3 separate regions of the Mus musculus genome follow, and all the other regions are linked to region 2. Evidence: chromatin contacts called from public promoter capture Hi-C data. All regions are on one chromosome and are shown on one strand. The core of a region is the stretch at or near the end of the contact, and the rest is flanking DNA. Distances in the headings are between cores, read along the strand shown. Region 1 holds the start of Shc3 (src homology 2 domain-containing transforming protein C3). Region 2 holds the start of 9430083A17Rik (RIKEN cDNA 9430083A17 gene). Region 3 overlaps Shc3 (src homology 2 domain-containing transforming protein C3).

The links. Promoter capture Hi-C pulls out the DNA fragments that hold promoters and counts their contacts.
Region 1: a contact with region 2 is called in a promoter capture Hi-C map of embryonic stem cells. The contact joins the promoter of Shc3 here to the promoter of 9430083A17Rik in region 2. A contact is called at or near these places in 13 of 39 promoter capture datasets (the 3T3-L1 cell line, 3T3-L1-derived adipocytes, cranial neural crest and 8 more), 3 of 484 Hi-C or Micro-C datasets (muscle stem cells and stem cell-derived neurons), 2 of 115 datasets of contacts at active chromatin or transcription factors (embryonic forebrain and embryonic midbrain) and 1 of 9 other capture datasets (pancreatic islet).
Region 3: a contact with region 2 is called in a promoter capture Hi-C map of maxillary cranial neural crest. The contact joins the enhancer-like site here to the promoter of 9430083A17Rik in region 2. A contact is called at or near these places in 22 of 39 promoter capture datasets (the 3T3-L1 cell line, 3T3-L1-derived adipocytes, the C10 cell line and 15 more), 42 of 484 Hi-C or Micro-C datasets (the 3T3-L1 cell line, the AML12 cell line, B cells and 28 more), 18 of 115 datasets of contacts at active chromatin or transcription factors (the 230-238 cell line, bone marrow-derived dendritic cells, bone marrow-derived macrophages and 12 more) and 4 of 9 other capture datasets (adipose tissue, liver, macrophages and 1 more).

The regions. Positions count from the first base shown.
Region 1 is chr13:51,568,124-51,572,160 of GRCm38.p6, forward strand. Shc3 (src homology 2 domain-containing transforming protein C3) reads right to left here and starts at 1,328. Exons shown (of 12, transcript NM_009167.5): 1 at 1-1,328.
Region 2 is chr13:51,098,658-51,103,071 of GRCm38.p6, forward strand. It overlaps 9430083A17Rik (RIKEN cDNA 9430083A17 gene), which reads right to left and starts at 2,070. Exons shown (of 1, transcript NR_029463.1): 1 at 1-2,070. It overlaps Spin1 (spindlin 1), which reads left to right and starts at 2,223. Exons shown (of 6, transcript NM_146043.4): 1 at 2,223-2,333.
Region 3 is chr13:51,433,068-51,436,901 of GRCm38.p6, forward strand. All of the region lies in intron 11 of Shc3 (src homology 2 domain-containing transforming protein C3), which reads right to left. Among named protein-coding and RNA genes, the nearest start is that of Gm32834, 16 kb to the left of the region's middle. Within about 2 kb of position 2,289, at least 7 of the 459 cell types and tissues checked have an H3K27ac peak or open chromatin away from gene starts, as enhancers often do.

The DNA of each region.
Region 1 (4,037 bases), core at 78-2,577, 470 kb after region 2:
CTTCAAGGCGAATCCTGATGAATCCTGATTTTGGAAAGTAGCAAGAATTTTAAGTAGGAAAAAAAAAAAGAGGGGGGACCCTTCACCAGCAGATGAATATTTAAGAAAGAAAGAAAAAAACCTGTCAGTTTCCTGTGGTTTGCTTTTCTTGTTCAGATCAGCAGAGCAGCCATGTATCTGTGGCGGTGCAATTCCTGTACCAATTCACGAAAAAAAAAAAAAATCAGCACAGAAATTTCTTCTCAGTACAGCTCAGAGGGGGTCTTCCCTAATAATTTACAGCAGTCAGCAGCCGTACTCAGCTAGGGTTCAGTTGAAAAATCTACTTCAAAAAAAAACCTGCATCTCTGCTGAGCGGCAACAGGCTCCAGAAATCCATGCCAAAAAAAGAGAGAGAGAGAGAAAGAGGGCCGCGTTTTGAGTTTTATTCCAAGTGAATGTGTTTCAGCCCTGGAAGCATGCCTTAGTAGCATTACCAATCCGTTTCAATGTCCCTTCAGTTGCTGCTTGCAGCCCTGCAGTCAGGCAGGAAAAAAAATGCGGCTGCTCTAACTGTCCATCAAATCCACAGCAAGAATGGCCTCTTCCTTGCGAGTCGGGCCCAGGCTTGCAGTGACACGCACAGGCCTTCTTCCTGACGCTTGGGAGAATAGGACATCGACAGCCTCCCCGAGGGTCTGACCAAGATTCTGAGACCCACTGAGCCCTTCCTCGGTGGCCTCTACCAGGTGGCCTCATGTGTTAAGACAGATAACCTGCACCACCGAGAAGTCAATCGCTGTCAAAGTTTCCTGGTAACTTCTGTGCAAGCGAATGCATTTGCCTTCTAGCACACTAGCAGGTCACCCTGAGTCTTCTCACGCCCAGGGCTGATCTCGGGAGGCAGTGCGGTTCCCAGGCTTTCTGGGAGCCCCAGGAAGGGAGTTTAGGGAGAGCCACCCGTGGCGGCCGTGCAAGTGAGGCCGGTTCCAGAGGACGAAAAAGCGCAGAGCCGCCAGGCCCGCCCTGGCGCAGCAAACACGTCCCCACCGCTCTCCAACCGCGCGGCAGCCCTAGCTGAACAGCCACCCCGCACTCTCTTTTCTCCCTTCCTCTAGCTCGCATAGCAACAGCAGATGCGCACCCCACGGACGATTTCGATGGTGATTGGAGTCCCCCTCCAATCTGAAGCAAGTCAGCCCCACCATTCCCAAACCGTGGTCTTCTTCATTAGAAGCAGACAAAAAGAAAAAAAGAAAAAGGAAAAAAAAAAAAAACAGACCGAATGTGAATGAGATGCTGTTTGTGTGAATGAAAGGGCCGGCGAGCGAGCCAGCGTTTCTGTGAATGGAGCGGGTCCTTGCAGCCGGTGCCAGGCAATCCCCTGGGCTCAGGCGGCTTCAGCCAATGAGAGGCTGAGCCGATGACTCATTCAACAAAGGCTCGCTCAATAGTGGAAGATTCCATTTCAATCAAGGGCGGGATCTTTTATCCAACAGCAGTGTGGGAAAAAAAAAGAGAAAGAAAAAAAAAAAAATAACACCACCCAGATTGATTACAAAAATTCTGGGAGGAAGAAACAAGCCGGTATAGAGAGATGGGGAAAATTAGTTTTATAAGGGTGTTGGAGACTATCGGGTCAGTTCCGGGTGAAGCAGGACCACTCTCTGGGAGGTGAGCTGTACCCAAACTTTCATTCACTGGTTCTTCTACCTCACAGAGCAGCCATGAATGTACCAGCTTTTATTATGAATGCACACAGAAGACCCAGTCAAAGGCTAGCCTCTTCCCCATGAAGTCTTTCCTAATAAAGGAATAAAGAAGACCTATGCAAGCTAAGTCTCCAGAGCAGCGGAGGGGATCCCAAAGCTACATCATTTAACCCTTTAGCCAACAAGGAGACTTTGGATTCTATTATGAGGCCAACGGAGGGAGCCGACTGAGAAAATATGAATGGCGGTGTAAATTTACATACAACAATTAGACTCGTTGGTGTTAGACGTTAATATACCAAGAATATCATATAGTACAGCTAGAGCTGCTGTTAGCTGGAAAGTGATACGAATATTTTGGTGTACAGGAAAAAAGAAAATAAATTAAAGAGCCCAAATGCGTCAGATGGAATTCCACAGCCCCTGCAGGGGAACTCTGCTCACGTGCCTGTCCCAGGAGAGCCCTTTGTTCGCCCTAGGGAGCCTGGCTGTCGCTTATTTTAGGCATGATCCCCCAAAGCCCAAGCTCTGGGCTGTCAACTCGAAACAAACTGGCACCAGTGAGAACGAGGATAGATAATTCTAGATGCCATGTTCAAAGTCTGCGCTATGCTGTGACTATCACGTGTTCACTGGATGCTTATGTTGAAGTCTAATCCTGGCCACCTTTCTTTCAAAAGGTGAAAGCTTAGTCTGTGTCATTTAGGGGAGGGGCTTCTGGGACAGGACTGGGATTAGGTCATCAGAGTAGAGGAGCAATAGCCCAGTCTGTAAAATGCTTTATCTTGCAAGCAAGAGGACCTGAATTCAATCCTCAAAAACTCAACATTTAAAAAAACAAAACCAAAAATACTAACAGACAAACAAATAAATGGGCTGACGACCCAGTGTTACACAGCCAGCCAGCCCAACCCCTCAGCAAGTTTTAAGCCAAGAAGAGACCTTATTTCAAACAAACAAGATGGGGTCAGCAAGATTGCTATCAACCTTGATGATTGGAATTTAGTCCCCAGGAGCCACACAGTGGAGATGATGTTGTCCTCTGACCCCCTACACATGTGCTCTAACATGCATCTAATGAAAAGCTATTTTTAAAGAAAACATGGCTGTCATCCAAGAAATGAGAGTGGAGGCCATACTCTGTCCTCCACATGCAGGTATGGCACACTTCCACACAAGCACACACAAGGATGCACCTGCACACATATAACCACATAGAAGTAGAGAGTCTGAACACACACACTCGTGTGTGCACACAGGCATACGTGTTCCCAGTCTCTCACCGTCTTAAGCCCTGAGCCACCTCAGACTCTGCTAGCAAGAATCCCAAGAATTTGGTCTCTCAGCTGTACCAGACTAAGGAGCAGAGGTAAATTATCTTTATTCATAACTCACTTAGTTTATTGGACTGTGTTATTAACCAGAGATATGGATGGAAATCCTATAACAATGCCAAGAAAGTGCCTTGCCTGGGCAGCTGACATTGAGAACTGCTCACCCCTGACCACCTGTAGCCAGGCATCTTCCACTGAGAGGAGTGCAAGGCAAAGTCCACATTTCCTACCTGGAGGATTCACCTGAGTCAAGTCCTGTTCATCAGAGTGGAGAGTCTAATCAGGTGAGGAAGGGAATAAGTGCATGGGAGTGGCCAGCTTAGGGTTAGGAGCCTTCTGTGTAGAGGCATCAAGTGCAGAGGTTGAAACCCGGGAATTCCAAATTGTCTAGATGAGATATAAAAAGGGTGGTCAGATATGGGGTAGGTGGTACATGCTTCTGATCCCAGCATTTGGGCAGTTGAAGCAGGACATTTGAGGGCTCTAGTGGGACAGTCTGGGTTACATGGTGAGATTTCATCTCGAAAACAAACAAAACAGCCAGAAATTGTAGGATAAGCATAAATCCCGAGCCATCTGAGGAACTGCCCTCACCAACCAGGCACACCTACTGCAAGTCCAGCTTACATCCTGTTTTGCATAAAGGAAGCCAAGGGTCACTGGGGCTACACAATGTGCAGTGACCACATCTTCTATCTTCATGGCCACACACAACCCTGCCTCAGAGAGGTAGGTGTGGTGTACAGTGTCCAGTGGGGCTTCTCCCTTCGGGCAGTGCTCATTCATCATTAACGACAATGTTGCCAGTGGACTGAGAGACAAAAAGGTTCAGACTTTCTAGAAGATAGAAGATGGGCTATATTACAAAGAGAGGCTAGGGAGATGGCCAGTCAGTGAGATGGCTGACAATACACCCAGAACCCACAGAAAAAGCCAGGCGCGGTAGTGTGTACCTGAAGTCCTCATGCTGAGAACAAAGATCCCAGAAGCTCCATAGTCAGTCCTATCCAAA
Region 2 (4,414 bases), core at 820-3,319:
TCCAATTTAGGCATTCATAAATCTAGAATGTAGCCCGTGTTATTTTTGACAGGTTGCTGGAGACCATCAGTCGAGGCAAATTTAAACCTGAGGTTGTGAAGAAGTGGGAGAAAGCAAGGCTTGAAGGGTTGATTGGTCAGTTGGGTCTGCAAGTGGCCTCAGATAGGTAGAAGCCAAGGATGACACCAAATGCCCTACCATGCACGAGGCCAGGTATTGGGGAGGCTTACACAGGAAGACCTTAAATTACAGGCCTGCGTGGGCTTACCCAGCTAGATAGTGAGGCCCTGGTTCAAGCAAAACAACCCAATACTCTTTTCCCCAAGTTACCAGGTCCCAAAATGTCAGTAAGTGCTAGGCAGATGTGAAGGCCATTTTTGTCAACTTGACATCAGGAATCAAAACTCCAAAATGGATGGGCCCACCAGTGATGGATTTCTGCTTAATTAAACCATTTGATATGGATCTTTGAGGTAAAAAAAATATACCTTTAATCCAGACCTTTTGAGGTGGGAAGAGACACGGTTAATGTGGATCTTCTGAGGTAGGAAGACATACCTTTAATCTGGGGCACACTTGTTGGCAGCTTATTTAAAGGACACGGAATAAGGAAGTTTTTGCTCTTTGCTGTCTCACTAGCAAGTCCATTCCTTCACTCACATTATAGCCTGCTTGAGATTCCAGCGTATGCTGAAGACCAGATGAGACATTCAGCTTTCAGTACTGAACAACTACTGAATTCCTGGACCTTCTGTGGGTAGACAGCCATTGCTGGACTAACTTGATCAAAGCCTGTGAGGTATTCTAATACATACTCTTTCCATATGTATATATTCATTTTGTAAGTTCTGTTCCTCTAGAGAACAGAAAAAAAAAAACAAACCAAAAAAAACCAGGCGTGTCACCAAGGAAACGGAAGTGTTCCATACTGTCACTCCAGCCTCCTTCCCTATCACACCCTTCCTTGTTCCTGTCAGCCTCCACGATCAAACATTAAACACAACAAAAGCTAATCTTCTCTCAGTGATCTCCAGGCTGGCTGCATCTCTACTGAAATTAGCCCTCTCTTCGGTCTGTGACTACGTTGCTCCTGCCAAGAATGTCATCTGAGACAAGCATTTTAATTTGAGCAGGCACATATCAATCTTATTTTGAAAAAAAAAAAAAAAGTGCCAATGGAATCCCAAAGAGCACAGCGAACTAAGAGCCGTGCTGCAGGTTTGGAGTGCGCAAAGGGCTTTCCAATAACGTCTTGTAATTCGACCTGGCAACACTCTGGCAGGAGGCTTATTACAATGCGGCAGTGCTACAGCACTCGAGGAACCAGGTCGGTGACCGCCTGGATCCAGACACTGGGTTAAAGGAGGGAAGGAGACCCAGACGAAGCTTCAGGTCCCGTATTTCACTTCCCCTCAAACCAAACCATCCCGGACGTTTTCTTTTTCTCTCTTTCCTTGCCCACAGCCAAACAGATCCTCAATAGGCGATCTTAACTGGAACCAGAGTCGCACGGATTCTCGTGCGATCGTGGGAAGTCTTGGCTTGCAGCCTCGCGAGGAGCCCGGGGTGACTTCTAGAGCAGCGGCTGCAGCTAGGCCAAGGCTAGGTGTTTGCAGCAGCCACCCTCAGCAGGTGTTCGCAGGAGGCCCTGAGCTTTGCAAGCTGAGCCTAGTTCCTCAGCCACTGCGCAGTGCGGCGTACAGCAAGGCGGTGTGTCTTCAAGGGAGCATGGGGGAGCCTATCCATATTTTTAAAGGGCTCGCGTCCTGCAGTCCAAAGCTGCTGCTCCGCAGGAAAGTGCACCTGCGCGGCGCACGGTCATGTGACCTAGCCTCCTGCATCTCCGCAGCTAGCCAGGCAGCTACCCGAGACAGCAGACGTAAGGTCCCAGGACAAAGAGTCAGGATAGCTCCTGGAAGCCGTCCTCCCGTGCAAGAGTAAATACCAACGCCCGCTACTCTCCGTTCGTCTTCCCGACCCTGCTCCGCTTGTAAGAGAGGCCGGCTCTACGCCAGGCCCGCGGCTCCCCAGCGTGTACCTCGCCGCTCCGGGTGCGCGCCCCACCCTCCAGGTGAGCAGCGCCAGGCCCCGCCCCCGCCGCCAGGGCCCGCCTCCCACCCGCGCCTGCGCAGTGCGTCCGGCGGCGCCGGGCGCCGGGGCGGCGCGGCCGTCGCAGTTCGGCGGGCGCAGTGCGCGTGCGCCGTGGCGGCCGGGGGGCGGGCGGCGGCCGCGGCGAGGAGCGGGGGTGGGGAGGCGCCGTCTGGCTCGGGCTGGGCCGGCGGGGAGCACGAGCGAACCACGGCGGCCCCGTGGGCAGCCTCGGTGGCCGACAGGTGAGACGCGCGTGGGGCTGGCTGCAGGGCCGTGAGGGGGGAAGCGAGTGGGCCTCTCACGGCGCGCGGACCCAGGTGAGCATAGCCCGCGGGGCCCCGGGCGCATTGTCCGCGGGCGGCGCCCCTCAGCGCCCCCTGCCGGCCGGGCTCGGTGGGGCCGGGGCGCGGCGGGCTGGGGCCGGGGCGTGCGCGAGTTCCTTTGTTCGTCGCCCCCGCCCGGTCCCCGCCGCCCCCGCCAACATGGCGCTCGCGGGGTCCCTGCCCCAGCCCCGCGGCCGCTTCCCGCGCGCTTTGTTCCGTGCCGGGCGGGGGGCGGGGGCGGGGGCATTGCGTAACCGGGCGGGGGAGGGGCGTGGCGGGACCCCCGCGACGGGTCATCCCGGTGACGCCCTGCCTGGGGGGCTCGGGGCGCGGGCCTGCGTGACCTTGGGTTTGCCTCCCCGAATGCGCCCGATAGATGTGCGGTGCGGATACTGCGCAGCGCCGGGGGTCGCGGTCCCTGGCGGCTTCCTGCACGGATGGTGCGTTCTGGGCCTTTCCGGGAGGCGGGGGGTGTCGGGTTGAGAAATGGCTTCAGTCATCCACGACGTTGCCTGCGCATCTCAAAGTTTGTTTACGCAATTGTTTTTATATTGATTTGGTTTCGATGGTCTATGAATTGGGTTTCGGGTTTTGTAAGGATTTTTCTCTCTGTGTGTGTGTGTGTGTGTGCGCGCGCGCGTGCAGTCTTACTTCTGGTTTAAAGGCTTGTTTATTTATCGTGTACATCCAAAAGCAATACAAGATTCGTTCAAGTGTTGTAAAGGATTTTAGTGTGACTAGCGAGAAAGATGGTATCCGTATCGAAATGCGAATGCCTCACTAACTTTCCTTGGAATTTTCTGGAAGAAGCTGCAGCCTGAAAGGATTGATGGAGAGTAATTGCCTTCTGCATAGCTTTTGTTAGAGAGTGAAAATGAAACCGGATCTTAGACGTTTTTTTACCTATACATCCTGAGCGCACTTCTGAGGTGGTGAAATTTTGGAAAGATAGAAGAGGCACATCTTTAGCCTTTTTAACCCCTTCAGTATTAGTTAATGGGTGAACACGATTTACAGGATGTCCGTTATCAGATTTGGTAATTGTGTATTAACGTAGCCTGCTATGTTTATAAAAACGTGTAGTGTTTCTCTCAATAAGTAAAACGAAATTAGCTTTAAAATCCTACTTTGACATGCCTAAGAAATGGATCAAGCAAAAGGCTTTCAGTCTAAGTGAATTTGTATGAGGTCTCCTGTACTCTAGACTGGCCTTGCGCCACTCTCCTTTTTCCGCCTGGAGTACAATCGAGTGAGGGGCTGTCTTTTTATACTTAGGATTTTTGAAATATATGTGTGTGGATGTTTTGTCTGCATATTTGTCTGTGTACCACATGTGTGTCTGGTGCTCAAGGAGTCCAGAAGAGGGCTCTGAACTCCCGGGACTGGAGTTAGACAATGGGAGTGCTGGGAATCAAACACGGGTCCTTTGGAAGAACAGCCAGTGAGTGCTCTTAACCGCTGAGCCATGCTTAAGGTTTTTTAAAAATAGATTTTCACTATGGAATTTCTCTAGTCAAGCCCACTTTAGTGTTCAAAGGAGGTGCTTTAAGCCTTTCTGGGATAGCTAAGCTCTGATGCTGCCCATCTCTTACATAGGATAGGGTGGTCACCCTTCACCAGGCCTAGTAACAGGATTGTAACCCTAGTTGTTGAGGAGGGTTGGAAGTTTAAGGACAGCTTGTATAATTTAAGGTCCTGTTTCAAAAAGTCAGAAGTCTGTGGTAGAGCAGTTGTCCTGCACATACATGTTGGACTCCAGGTTTTGCCTCCTAGTACAACAAACTACCTACCATGTAAACGTTCCTTAAATAGAATAGGTTGTTTTAGGGAATGAAGGCATTTCTTTCATGTTGTGGATACACCCCCAGCATGTGCCCCCAATCTGTGGATAGAGGCTGGGTGGCTGTTTAGGTAGTGTCTTTAATTGCCAGCTCCAGAGCAAACAGCAGTCTGAGGCGGTATGCTCGGCCAGCCCTGTGCCTGAGGCCCTGCCGGTCTGT
Region 3 (3,834 bases), core at 1,039-3,538, 330 kb after region 2:
CATAAAACTGTGCATTTATTGCCCCTTGTGTTTTCAAGACCCACTATGGACATCAAAATCCAGAGAAATTCAAATCCCTTATTTGTAACATGATTCACCATTTGCAAAATATACATACATCCCACCATAAATTCAAAACAACCTCCAGATCTCTTGCTAGATTTACAGGCCAGAGGCTGCCCCCACCCCCACCCCAGGCTGTTCTCCAACCTTCCACTACCCCATTCTCTCCCACTACCACTCTACCCCTCCCACCATCCCCTCTGACACCTAACCCATCCCCTCCTACCACCACCTCACCCCTCCCCTCCCCACCCCACCCCAACCCCCACCCCTGGCAGCTCTCTTTCTGGGACAGAAAGTGACAAAACCGTGACCTGTGACTTCACGGCTCTTGTAGGGAACTCATTTCTCTCCCTTCCACTGCAGCTGTGAGCAAGCCCAGCTCCCTGGTCTCTGGACCAAGGGCCACCTTGAACTATATCTTCCCTTCTCTCTAGTGCCTTCTGGTGCCTGGCATGTAGACCACACCAGGGTAGGATGTGGTTTGGAGAGCTTGGCTTTGTGCCCCACACTGAAATCCTGTAAGGCTCAGAAGCCCCAATTGTCCTTAGGGACTGAGGGACCCTTCTCTCAGGACTCCTTCATGCTATATGACCTTAAGGGCATTGAAGGTTCTCTCTTCACGACCTTATCCTTCTGCCTCTGGACCAATGTGCTCTCTCCCCCTCCCCCTCCCCTTCTCTCCCTCTCCCCCTCCCCCTCTCCCTCCCTCTCTCCCTCTCCCCCCCTCTCCCTCTCTCCCTTTCCCTCTTCCTTTTTCTCTCCCCCTCCCCTCCCCTCCCCCTCCCCCCCCCGCCCCCCTCTCTCAGCACTCTGTTCTTCCTTATCAAGGTCTGGTCATGGCTGTCTGTCCTCCTGAAGCTTTCTCTTCTAACAAAGATAAGTCCTGCCTCTGTTTCCCTTTTCTACACGCCTGCTGTTCTCCCTAACATTTACAATGCTGTGGACATGGCTGTTCCCGAGCTCAGTCTGAAGGACAACAGCAAGAAGACCCTTAGTACCTTCTCAGTACAGATGGTTTTCTCTAAGTCACAACCGCCCATAAAGGATCCTGTCACAGGCAGTTCCACCTTGAAAATACTGTCTCAGGAGCTCTGTGGCTGGGGAAACGGCCAGTCTCTCGTGCCAAGAAGATAACTTGGCAGCTCTTGTGGGCTCCCACAAAACCCTACTGCAGACCTCACCCATCTTTGGGAGCTCAGAAGAACTTAGAAGGTGTGCTGTCTCTTCAAGCCTTCAGGGGTTGGGTGCTGTCTGACCCACCACAGAAGAAATCACAGGGAACCTTCAGTTCTGCGAACAGGGGGAAGCAGACACCGCTACCCACGGGGTCTCCAAATCTGTCTCAATGATCACAGCATCAGACTCATGAACAGAGGAAGGCCCACAGGGAACACAACCATCCCTATATCTCCGTGAGATCCCACAAGGTCAGAGTCAAGCTAGAGAAGAGGAAGATGGCATCTCCCTGCAGGTGAGTCTCCTGGGGAACAACATCAAGGCAGGATGCCTGCCTGTCTAAAATGGCTCCCAGGTGAGGCACCTCTCCAGCATCCATAAAATTGTGCATGTATTGCCCCCTTGTGGTCACAAGCATGCAATATTAGGGGAATTGAAAGTTTCCAGGGGGAAGGTTCCTTCAGCATGGTTTGTAGTGCTTGGGAAGGTTTTGTTCCTGGACAGCAGCTCCATCACTCAGAACTCTACACGTATGCTAGCCCAGGAAGAAGCTGAGAGGGGCAAGCCCACAGCACTCCAGGAGCGACACAGATTCCCCCAAAATAGGTCCTTCCCACCCAGGACCTTCCCTGACAAGGAAGTCATACCAATCCAGAGCTGACAGTGACTTGACACAATCACAGTGGGTGGCACCTTCATCTCTGCCTTCCTGGAGAGTGATCTAAACATAGTCCTGGTGATAGCCATCGCCTAGAAAACCATTGTGCCAGGCAGAGACTGGTCCCAGCTGCCCACAGCAAGGATGGCACACAGTCTAGTCAGAACTGGGCCTCCAGAGGGGTACCCAGGCAGGAACTTGCCTAGCTTCAATGTTGGCCAAGCACCTAACAGTGCCTGGGCAGCCCAGAAACTGGGAGGAAGATGCCTAACACTACTGGCAGGGGAGCTAATCCTGCTAGGACACATGATAGGAGACAGAGGGATCCGGGCAGGCATGTGCCTTACTTTGTGGCTTGGTAGCATGTCCCAGTGATTGATAGACTTGAGTGCACAGGTCACTCCTAGTCTAAGCCACTCCAAGCCTGGGCTTCATAGCAGCGGAAGTGCACAGACTTCCTCAATGTGATGGGAACTGTCTCAGAGGGATCTCCACCCAGAACCTCAGGACCTTCTCTGATCTGCATGGAGACCTCTGCTGACCTCCTTCAGTCCAGTCTCCCCTTCCTTCTAGATCTACATCCTGTCCATTGCTAGTTCCTAGGAATGGTTGGGCTGTAGACACAGAACACACAACTCCCATGCCTCACACATTCCTCTTGTTTGTTTACACCTTCAGAGGAGAAGACCGCAAGTAAGAATCAGGCGAAATGAAACAAGCTGTCTGCAGACAACAGCAGTGACCCCAGGTAAGGCACTTCTGGGAGTCAATGAAATATTGGTCTCTTCCCCTTCCCAGAGTCAGATGCTCTGCTCCAGGAGGTTATCTCTCTCTCTCTCTCTCTCTCTCTCTCTCTCTCTCTCTCTCTCGCTCACTCTCTCTCTCGCTCTCGCTCTTGCTCTCTCTCCTCTCTCCCTCTCTCTCTCCTCTCTCTCCTTCCCCTCCTCCTCCCTCTCTCCCCCTAACCCTTCTCTCCTTCTCTCTCCCTCTCTTCCTTACTCTCCTTCTCCCCGTCTCTCCCCCTTTCTCTGCCCTTTGCCCTCTTCCTTCCTCCCCCTCTCTCCCTTCTTCCCTCTTTCCCTACTCTCCACCTTTCCCCTCTCTTCTCCTTCTCTCTGCCTCCCTCTCCTTTCTCTCTCCCTGTCTTTCCTTGATGTTCAGATAGATACAAGAGAGAGACCAACCTCATGGCACCTAACACAGCATCCTATTTCTAGCAACCACCACGACCATATCCTAAAACACCACAGCACAAAGGGAACAGACCAATTCCAACTCAGAAGACAAGTCAGAAAACAGAAAGAAATTCAGTTCACATAAAACAAAAACAAAGGACTTACTACATCCGCTAAGATAAATGTATGAAAAAAATTATTCAATGGGTGACAAAGTCTTTTAGAAATTAAATACACAATTTTACAAAGTATATGAACATATGCTTATGTGAGAGAGAGAGAGAGAGGGAGAGAGAGAGAGAGAGAGAGAGAAAGAGAAAGTTGATAAGGTTGTCAAGAAACGTTCCAAAGCAGCAGAAACTTGAGGGAAAGATAAGTTGTTATTCCTGTAACTTTCCAGTAAGTTTATTTTTAGTGTTCTTAATGGTGGAGCTGTACACTAATAGTATTTATAAGCAAAAAATGACAAGAGGTCAAGCAAGAATATATTACAAAATTATTTTAAATACTTCTCCCTTCCCTTAATTCCTCCTACTCTCCTTCCTTCCTGGAAAACCAGTACAAAATAAAGGTAAGAGAGGTGCCATATTATAGGGTTGGCCCAACTGGGGTCCTGGCAAGGGGAGAGCACGCATGCACAGGAGGTATAGCTCATGGGTCGGAGAACAAGAGGAAACAGGGAAAGACTTCATGACTGTGGAAGTGGAGCCATTGTTTACGGCTAGTAAGTAAAAGCTCTGAGAGCCAACAGCTGAGGGC